Linked DNA regions of Mus musculus: all the other regions are linked to region 3. A link is a contact called in public Hi-C and promoter capture Hi-C data. All regions are on one chromosome and are shown on one strand. Each heading gives the region's core, a stretch centred on a gene start, on an enhancer-like site or on the middle of the called end of the contact. The rest is flanking DNA. Distances are from core to core; before and after follow the strand shown. Region 1 holds the start of Mrps14 (mitochondrial ribosomal protein S14). Region 2 overlaps Tnr (tenascin R). Region 3 holds the start of 4930523C07Rik (RIKEN cDNA 4930523C07 gene).

Region 1 (3,229 bases), core at 63-2,562, 150 kb before region 3:
CCCTTAGTTATAAAATTAGAAGCAATCTGGAGAGAATTTCCAAACTCCCACTACCATACCTGTGCCCCCTCGGCAGTATTTGTACTACACTCTACACCCCTCTCATTGGTTATATGACACCTCTGTCCATTACAGTGGCCATGAACCATGGATACAGCTAATACGCACTGGAACTGTAAGCAGTACAAGTGGGGACATAATTCTTGGTATTAACTCGCTTAAAAGTTTGGTTTTGGTCCAACTGCAAAAGTTAGCATCCCAACTGCGATATATATATATTTTAAGTGTCAGATACACAGACTTTGAAACCTGCTTCCAACAGAAGAATGCAAATGTCACATAAGTCATTCTAATTTTGACTTGTTAGGATAAGGATAGACCTGACTAAAAATATCTATCAAAATTAACCGCACCTCCTTTTTAAACTTCAATATAAATATTAGAAAATATTTAAATTATCCTTGTGGTTTGCATTACAATTCTACTGGACGAAACTGCTATTCATGACTTAACCACATTCCTAAAATCAAAATTCATACACAGACTATATCACCTCTTGCCTGCAAAAAAAAGGCAGATCTCCAGCGATTCTTCCCTATTCTTTATATCAGTGTTCCCCCACTCTAATATACAGATATGACGCAATGTCACAGTAAAGAAAAAACAACCCAGGTCCACCCAGGTCTCCCTCTAGTTGACACCCCTCCCCAACAAAACTATCCAAGACTTCTCCAACGTCCTTTGCTGCTCGTTCCAGTTTCTATCCGCATCATAACACTCCCACTCCTTAACTCTACAGCCAATTCTCGGCCCTTCCTTTAACTAATTCTGCTTTAGCGGAATGGCCTGCTCCCCATTCGAAATTGTCACCACCTGCTTCCAAGCCACCACTGGCTGACAGCTAGTTCCCTACAGTCTCTTTGCATAATCGGAGCCTCTGAGGTCTCAATCATCCGACTCTCCCCTCTCTTCTCCACTCACACTCGGCTCCTTATAACCCGGAGTCATTCTCGCAGCTTTCACATGACGGATCACACCTGAATACCAAGCCCTCGACTGCTGCTCTGGGCTCTCCTAACCTAGCCAGGACGGGAAAGCAGATAGGAGCCTTGGGATCGGTCCTCCGTGCGCATTACAGGTGACAGGGTTACGAGGGACCCACAGGACACGGAAATCAGGGAAGGGGTAGGCTGGCGAGAAAGGCAGGGGCCTGACCTGCCGGAAGGTCCGCAGCAGCGAGCCTAGCACGGACGCCGCCATGTTGTCTGCCCAGCCAGCCAACCACCGCCGCAGTACAACACCGGAAACAGGTTCTGTGGAGGCGGGGCTTATGCCCCAAAGGGCGGGTCCAGGGCAGGATTTAGCCTATAGAGAGGGAGAGGGTAGGTGCGGGATTTGAAATAACTCTCGCGTTATTTCATAGATAAGCAAATCATCCATGCGGACCGCCCACTTAGGCAGTAGGAGAATAGTGAGCCTGCGCGATCTCTCCTGGCCCTTGCTGTTCCTCTGTCCCAGCCCCGCCCAGCCTGCGCCTGTGTTCTGCGCGTTGGCGCCACCCGGCGGAAGCTTGGCAGCATTTGTCACTCATCCTGCAGAACTGGCACTGGTCACATTTCTGCTGTAAAGAAGATGGTAGTGGCCCTGATAGAGTTTCTGCTTGCACGCCAAGGGTTTAAATATGTATTATATTATATATATTATATTTATTTTATTATATTATATCATATCTGTATTAAGGTTGTATAGGTTTTACGTTTTTGTCTCTGTGGGTTGGACGGCGGTAGTGGTGTGTGTGCATGTGCCTGCTGTTTTCCCTTTAGTACAGGGCACTTTCCTGCCATCTTCCTAGCCTGTCTCCTAGATGTGTTGATGGGTGCAGTGAGGAACAGCCCATTGGGCTCTTTACACAGGAAGCTCCCAGGAAGAAGGAGAGTTTTTTTCTTTAAGCGTTACAAGTTAGTGAACATTTCTAATGGGCTAGGGAAACTCTGACTGAAACCATTTGGCAGGATAAGACAACCAGGAGTCCCTGCCATCATACTAAGATCTAAAAAGTCCTAGACCAGCAAGCAGCATCAAACCCTGGTTAAAACTCATTCCCACTCACCCCCACGCCACACACAACATAATTGGGCATCATCTACAGTCATCTCAAGATATGGGTACACGGCAAACTCTTTTATTATGTTTCTGTTGTTTTAAGATGCCTGTTTGTTTTCATCGGGAGTTAGATAGGAAGGGAAGTGGGAAGATCTTGGAGGAGATGAGGGAGGGGAAATATGCTGTATAAAAATATTTCTTTTCAATTAAAAACAGGAAAAGTTTCACTAATGTGTTACAATTTCAGAAAGCCAAACTTCTGGAAGGGGCTTGAAAGTCAGAAAGATATGTTTATAGGCTATAGAGTAAGAAATGAGTTTTAGGGCCGGGCGTGGTGGCACTCGCCTTTAATTCCAGCACTCGGGAGGCAGAGGCAGGTGGATTTCTGAGTTCGAGGACAGCCTGGTCTACAAAGTGAGTTTCAGGACAGCCAGGGCTATACAGAGAAACCCTGTCTCAAAAAAACAACAAAACAAAACAAAAAAGAAATGAGTTTTAGGGCTGGAGGGATGGCTCAGCAGTTAAGAGCACCGGCTGCTCTTCCAGAGGTCCTGAGTTCAAATCCCAACAATCACTCAGTGGCTCACAACCATCCGTAAGGAGATCTTACGCCCTCTTCTGGAGTGTCTGAAGACAGCAACAGTGTACTTACATATAATAAATAAATAAACAAATCTTTTAAAAAGCGAGTTTTATACAATTAAACTATTGCACAGACCCATGAGTTGAATTCCTAAAAGGTCCAGAAAAAAATCAGAAAGATTAAAATTCAATGTGACCGTTTACATTCTCCCTCTATTCTTGAGTGTACTGAGAGACTTTATTTGGAGTCTTCTCACCCTGAGCTTCCATGCACAAGCAGATAGTATATGTTGCTAAACAAGCCAAGAAGCCTTCAACGTAAAACTGGCCCCAAGTTTCTCTGCAACTGCATTGAAGGTTACTTAGAGATCAAAGCATTTCTTGAGACAGGTGCCTGTCAGTATTATCCTCCAGCAACCCTACCTAGAAACTTGGTCTGGAGCTGGCACTAGATAACCACTGCTGTAGTCTCACTGAATGGATAGCTTCCTAGACACCAGTGCATGCTGCAGCCTTGTGAAGAGAACTTGCTGAGCCACCCTCT
Region 2 (3,357 bases), core at 348-2,847, 140 kb after region 3:
AGTACATTTCAATTCTACTGTAAATTTCACTTGGAGGACTTCATACCTAAGTGGGATAATGCACATGACATGACACCCACGGAAAATTAAGTGCCATCAAATAGCTAAGTGAACCTCGAGAATGGGAGCCAAGGAAGCTTGCCTTACCATGTGTCAACGTGTTAAGATTAACTCTAGATATAAACACAAAATTTTTAGGCTTTGATTTTTAAAAAAACACAGATGAACAGAGCATGGCATAAAATAGATAATTCAGAGTTCAGAGGCAGATTATATGCATGTGTGAATGTAATATACAGGAAAGCATTCAAATCAATGAACTTACTTAGTGGATGATGCTGGTAAAACTGGCTCACTCTATAAAGAAAAATGAAACCGTATCCCAGGTGAATGCCACATATGAAATGAACAAAGCATGACAATAGATCACAAAGAGGACAGAAGAATATTGAAGAAAATCTTTGGAGCTATTGGTAAGAAAAGCCTTTGTACTAAGGATGTTAGAGGTTCAAGTAATGCTGGATAATACTGTGGGGAACCCTGATGGGAAAATAAGCAAATGATACGAACAGGTAATTTACCACCAAAGGAAATCAAATGTCTGACAAACGGGGAGAGAGGTTTAAATTCAAACGTACTGTTAACATGATTCATCAAAAGTAACGAGACATCGACTATACTTATCAGACTGCTAAAAATTTCAATGCTGGACCAGGCTGGACTGTGTCAAGTTGTTAGGAATGGTGTGTCCAGAAAACAAGAGCATCCCTGTGTGTCCAACCTGTAAGTACTTAAAACTGTACAAGCACATACCACACATTTCAATTCCTCTTTGGGTATACAACCTTCGCACACCTCACTGGTTCACAGATGAATACTCTGAAGGCACATAGTGCAAGCACTGTGTGGGACTGTGAAAGGCTGCAGACAATCTGAGAGAGTGGAGAGCCAAAGGTGACGGATGGGCACACGTCAAGTAATATTTCACAGTAATTTGAAGTGAAGGACACATGAATGTAAAAGTGCCCAAACAGAAAATAATGTCCGATGAGTTATATAATCCAAAACACGTTAGACACATTTAGATCATTGGTAATCACAAACAGTTCTATAAGAGTATGCTTTGCAAAGGCAGGAACAAGAGGCTTCCAGATGGACATGTTTGGATGGTTGTATGTCAAAGACAGAAAAAGGGCCAGGGCAAAAGGAAATAACTGAGGGAATATGGAGAGGGACCTTGGAGGCTGATACTGAGAACACACAATAAAGGCGGGGGGGGGGGGGGGCTGTTTCACTAATCCAAACCTTTGATCTGACATTTAGATGTTAATTTGCTTGGCTTGGGATGGGATATTCGTATGGTATGATTAGTATACTACTTTCTTCTCCGTAGCCAGGCCTTAGAAAAGGCGAAGGCAGACCTTCCTCTGTGTGTCTGGGACTGTGTGTGTCTGTCTGTGTGTGTGTGTGTGTGTGTGTGTGTGTGTGTGTGTGTGTGTGTGTGTGTGTGTGTGCTCGCGCTCCTGCATGCATGTGTGCACACTTCTCTCTCTGTCTCTGCCTCTGTCTCCTGCCAGGCATCTTTTGTTCTTTTGTTTCTCAGGGAAATAAAACATCCAACTGTGTGTAAGTGGCAGAGCAGTGGGACCCCCCAGCTGCTGCCTGGGTAGAGGCACTTGTGATGCCCAGATGTACAGATTAGCAGGCTTCCTTTTCCAACAGAAATCCTGGTAACCATGACTTTTTTTTAAAGTCTACTACCCACTGCTTTGGAGCCTAGAATTTGCCAATTTCCATTCATTTTTTACAACCTAAAAAAAAAAAGTGTTTTATGTCAGAGAAGACCCAAAAATTACTTCATGGAACAGCCTGACCTGGAAGGAAGATAGCAGGGGGCAAAGGCAATAAAACAAGAATAAAAATACAAAAGCAAAATAAACAAAACCACAACCTCACCTCATTACTCATCTCTAGCTACCTCTTCACTTAACCTCAAGGTCAAGACAACCCTTTTATAGTGTTTACTGACTCTGCGGATGAGCTTCAGTGTGAGTCTTGTTTGCCTTTTATAGTATTAAAAGAGACAATGAAACCTGCCTCTCCGAAGATCATTTCGCCAAGTCCCCGTGGCTCTGCAGGGAATATTTGTTTCCTCATTTAAATTCATGTCTCTAAAAGACAAGTAGACCTTGGATGAAATTTCAGGAGGCAGCAAATTATAAATAATGTATCTATATTTTTTTCTCTCCCATACCACTTGTACATAATTCCCCCTGGAGTCTTGTGCAAACACCAGAGACAAGAGGACAGGAAGCTATTAACATGATGGAAAGATTGGAATGGGCTCGGATCATGTGGTATGAACATAAGAAAAGGCATCTTGATCAGGGGAGGTTTCTAGGCCAGCTAGGCCTTTTCTATCACGATGCTGGGGAGGAACTGGGAGGATCAGAAGAAAGGGAAACCGTAATCAGGATATATTGTGTGAGAAAAAATAATCTATTTTCAATAAATAGAAAAAAGAAAAATATTATTATTAATTATTGACATCTCATCTCTTTCCCAGACCATTATACAAGCATCTGCTCAAGTGAGTCCTGTCCCAGGACAGGGTGAGTGTTTGTCAGTCACAGAGGCCACTTTGAAGGCAACCTTTAAACTCTGTTGTCTATCAGAAAAGGCACCAAAACCTCTCACAGGATCAGCACATCCTCAGAATAAGATGCAGGTGAGTAGAAAATGCAGAGACTGCCAAGTAAGTTGGAAAGGATGCGAGCAGCCAAAAGGAAATTAGCCTCTAACTCCTTCAGCCTTGGTGTACTGTCATGGAACTTTCAGTGTTCCCCAGTCTTCCTCGGCAGGATAAACTCACACCTGTGGGGTCCAGACAGGCAGCCTTTCGATCTTGGATCAGGTGAAGAAATTCTGCTTTTCACTTTGTCTGCTTTCCCTTTTCTGTAACACTCCTAACCCCACTATTTGGGAGCAAACAACCTTGTATTTTATTCTTTCGTTAACTTTCCTCTTGGCAGAGGCAGAAAGGGTAGAGGGGCTGGGACAGGAAGTAGACACTGCAGCCCAGTGTGATGTACCCAGAAAGATTTGTACTGCAGTGGCAGACAGAACCTGAAAGGGGTTTTGCCTTCATATTCTGCAAGATGCACCTCTTTGTAGCACCCCTGCATAGGGTATTAAGACTCTTCTTTAGTTTTAGTTTTGCTTTTGTTTTGTTTTGTTTTGTTTGTTTGTGTCTTTTTTTTTAAACATCAAGAGATGTCTACTTCTGTACTCTGAAGCTGAGATTTAACTCTCCAGTTCATCTCACATGTCTGTAGGTACTAGCCTTTGTACCTGGGA
Region 3 (3,347 bases), core at 516-3,015:
TGCAGAAGCCTGCTGACTGTTTATTATCTTCTTGGGTTTGATCCTGTGGCTTTCACCTCTTTTGATTCTGTAGGCAAAATGTTGACAGTGCCCGAAATGTTGTTTTGTAATGGGCCTCTTTCCTAGAACGGTGTCATGGGTATAGAAGGGGAGGCAGAATTTCAGAAGAAGGGAGGTACCAGGCCAAGGGAAGACATATCAGACTAAGTGGTTGATAGATCTGAATTTTAGCTCAAAGCTAGGAGAGACCCTTGCAAAACTATCCTACCCATAACTATAGAATGTGAAAATTTAATTAAAAAAAATTACAAAACACAAACAAACCAGACACAGCTGCGTTTAACGCAGCAGTACCTTTCAGTTGCAGGGCTCTTTAGGTGGCGTTGATAAACTTTGTAAAAGGGTTAAGAACAAGATGCACCCGTGTCCATTTAAGACTTGTTCTTGGTCCCCAACAATACTTCAGAATGAAGATTCCCTAAAATTAGCTCCAGGTTCTCTCTCTCTTTCCAATGGTGGATGTAGCATAAAGGCTTTGGCAGGCAGGAGCTTGGAGTGGCTTGGGTGCTGCATTCCTAGCCTTCCTCATTGAGCAGACTGGGCAGAGCAGGCCTGCGGATTCTCATGGCTGGCTGGCTGGTGTTCATTAGGGCAAGCACTAGTCTTTGCTTTGGGTTCCCTTTCAGATAGGCAGGACTGGTGTTGAAAACAACAGCTATCCGGCTATCATTTACTTAACTACTGTTACACAAATCATTCCTACATAGCCCTTCAAAACAGGACCTGCTGTGTTTTCCAATCCACCTTTCTGGGTGGGAAGAAGATCAAGGACCATTTAGAGAGTTGGGAAAGTTCAGGAAAAAAAATGTGTCACACAAACTCTCTAGAGACTCAGAATGGCATACAGATCTCACTCCACCCCTTGGCTCCAGGCCACATTTTCAGTCTGGTAAGTCTTTTAGCCCCATTGAAATTATAGTTTCTTTTAGAATGAGTTTGTTTGTTTGTTTGGTTTTGTTTTGTTTTTAAATCCCAGAGGGTATGATTTTAGGAGCATCTCAAATACTGACTTTGCCCGTTTAGACAATGTCCATCTGGTCCTTTTCAAATGGCTCCTACCTGCAGCTGGTGTCAACTGGAGCTGAGAACTCCACCCCAAACTCCAGAGGAGCCCATGTGTCAGGCCAGGAGCAGAGAGAAGGTGAGAGACCTCTAGGAGGAAAGAATGAAAGCAACTGTGCAAACGGCTTCTTAGAAATAACCCCTTTATCTCACTTCTCTCAGGGGCGGATTCACTCTTCTATGGGAAAGTCCCCTTCCACAGCGGGGCAGCTCCCAAACTTATTTTGAAAACAACAGCACAAAGCGATACAGAAAGTTTTGAAACTCACCTTTGGGTCCGTTGGAAGGCTTCCCGCCGGCGGGACCGCTGGCTCTGTTCCGGTGCTCTGAAGTGACTTGGGCACAAGGGTGAGGTCTGGGTCCCTGCTCCTGCCTCTCCCTCCCACTGCCAGGTCCCGGGAGAGAGGCGGCGCTGCCGGTCAGTGGGTGCCACCAGTGTGATGTGGAGGAAAGCGCCCCCTGCGTCCCTGGCTGAGGTTTCACCGCACCCAGCTCTGCTACTGAGGTCAGGAACGCAACTTCCTGAATCTGACTGGCTGGCTCTGTCTCTCCTCAGCCCAACTCCTACCTTAAACTAGGAGGCACACGCCACAGCACACGCAGCGCGGGTGTCCTTCCTCCGGGTCTCCCGGCCAGTGTCCCCACTCCGCCCCACTGTGACGTTCTTTTGCCCCTCCGCCCCGAGCACGCCTCCTTCAGGACGCCAGAGCCAACTTTGCTCACAGACGCGCCAGTGTTCCCAGAGACGTGGGGTGTAAACTCCCAACCCTGGCCTAAGGAAAAAATAACAGCCCCGTGCTGTGGAATAAAGTCACCTTCCAGGAAAAGGGCTGGGGTGTCTAAAGGGAGAGCAATCCCCGGTGCCTCGTGACAAGGTATCTTTGTGTGTGCGCTCCATGGGAGTTACCTGGAGATGTTAGGAGCGCAGGAGGCAGGGACAACTAACTTCAAAAGTTCTCCCTTTTCATTTTATTTACTCCTTGTGAGCTTATATTCAGATCTCTTGTTTGTCTAACTCCGCCCCCAAATGTAAAGGTGGGGTGGTAGAGAGCTTGCTCAGTGCCTCCAAGGCTTCTGCAGGGAAGTTGGGAAGGTGTGATAGGCAGAAGCGGCTGTGGAGTATCTAGGGGCTTCCCCGGAATGACCTTGAGAGATCTTGCCATGATAAAGACCGGAGGTTCTACTCATTGGATTGTAGGTGTCAGGAGGGTGCGCAGCTGGTGCTTGCTTTCCAGTGGCTGGGCCTGAGCCATAGGGTCCTTCGGCCTTTGGGTGCCTGAATTAAAATGATTGGTGAAGCTAACTGTCACAACCGGGAAACAAGAGAGTTCCGGTTTACTCAAGAGAAGCCAGCTGGCTCTGGGTTGAAAGGCCAAAGAGAAAACCCAGCATTCATCCAGAAATGCCAAGGATAGTTGGTCCTGTAGTCTTCTTCCAAAGGCAGATTAAGTAGAGGTTTTCCCCCAGAAATCCCACAGAGAGAACTCGATCTAGATCTGTTGTTGTTCCTTTGAAACCGAGTCTCACTATATAGCCCCGGCAGGCCTGGAACTCACAATGTAGAAACAGGTTGGCCTCACAGAAATTTGCTGGGTTTAAGGACGTGTTTCACTATGCCCTACATAGATCTAGATTTGAATGATAATAAGAAGAGTGGTCCAAGTGATCTGTTGTGGGGGTGGGGTTGGGGGTGGGAGTAGTACGGTTAAGTGGGTAGGGCAGGGGGACGATCAGGCTCTGAAAGAAGACAGTTTTAGCAAGAGACAGCTATAGATGGATTCCACCAACAATTTAGTGGTGGATGGAAGGCTTCCATTGTGTGTCAAATCTGAAGCAGGGGTCTAGGGTCTAATGGACCAGGGAGCTGGAGGAAGACAGGCTTGGGGAATGACAGGAAACCTTAAGTGCAAACCCGGTGCGGTGATTGGAGACCGAGTCTCCCCCAGGACCTACACCGGACCTGTGTGAGATGTAATTTGCCCCCTTCCCCTGAGGATGGGGAGTAACTTTCTTCTGCAAGGTCATTGCTAATGTATAGTGGAGTTGAGATCTGAGTCTGAGTAGTTCTATCTAGTCCAGCCTATCCCTCATCACCATATCATCATCAGGAGAGAGAGTGGCTTCTATGGACAACTTCTGGGTTAACACCTGCTGAGCAGGGGGGAAGACAGTGGAAAATACTTTCCTGAACAACTTTATGGACAGGCTAGGCTGATGGTCACAAT

What was found. Hi-C and Micro-C count contacts between places; a contact is called where the count stands out from the background. Capture Hi-C pulls out chosen DNA fragments and counts their contacts.
Region 1: a promoter capture Hi-C map of liver shows a contact between it and region 3. The contact joins the promoter of Mrps14 here to the promoter of 4930523C07Rik in region 3. A contact is called at or near these places in 9 of 39 promoter capture datasets (the 3T3-L1 cell line, 3T3-L1-derived adipocytes, embryonic stem cells and 5 more), 1 of 15 datasets of contacts at CTCF or cohesin (CD8 T cells), 5 of 484 Hi-C or Micro-C datasets (B cells, CD4 T cells, LSK cells and 2 more), 1 of 115 datasets of contacts at active chromatin or transcription factors (effector CD8 T cells) and 2 of 9 other capture datasets (adipose tissue and liver).
Region 2: a Hi-C map of uterus shows a contact between it and region 3, with 1.8 times the contacts expected there. The contact joins the enhancer-like site here to the promoter of 4930523C07Rik in region 3. A contact is called at or near these places in 2 of 39 promoter capture datasets (both in embryonic stem cells), 24 of 484 Hi-C or Micro-C datasets (the AML12 cell line, B cells, CD8 T cells and 12 more), 11 of 115 datasets of contacts at active chromatin or transcription factors (the 230-238 cell line, CD4 single positive thymocytes, the SCID.adh cell line and 8 more) and 4 of 9 other capture datasets (adipose tissue, embryonic stem cells, liver and 1 more).

Annotation. Positions count from the first base shown.
Region 1 is chr1:160,193,298-160,196,526 of GRCm38.p6, reverse strand. Mrps14 (mitochondrial ribosomal protein S14) reads right to left here and starts at 1,312. Exons shown (of 3, transcript NM_025474.4): 1 at 1,216-1,312. The coding sequence starts at 1,260.
Region 2 is chr1:159,899,826-159,903,182 of GRCm38.p6, reverse strand. The region is part of intron 18 of Tnr (tenascin R); the gene reads right to left. Among named protein-coding and RNA genes, the nearest start is that of Gm31348, 120 kb to the right of the region's middle. Within about 2 kb of position 1,597, at least 20 of the 459 cell types and tissues checked have an H3K27ac peak or open chromatin away from gene starts, as enhancers often do. A contact at or near this core is called in uterus, where this site is marked.
Region 3 is chr1:160,042,798-160,046,144 of GRCm38.p6, reverse strand. It overlaps 4930523C07Rik (RIKEN cDNA 4930523C07 gene), which reads right to left and starts at 1,765. Exons shown (of 3, transcript NM_001162896.1): 1 at 1,392-1,765. It overlaps Gm37294 (predicted gene, 37294), which reads left to right and starts at 1,828. Exons shown (of 2, transcript NR_168324.1): 1 at 1,828-1,997.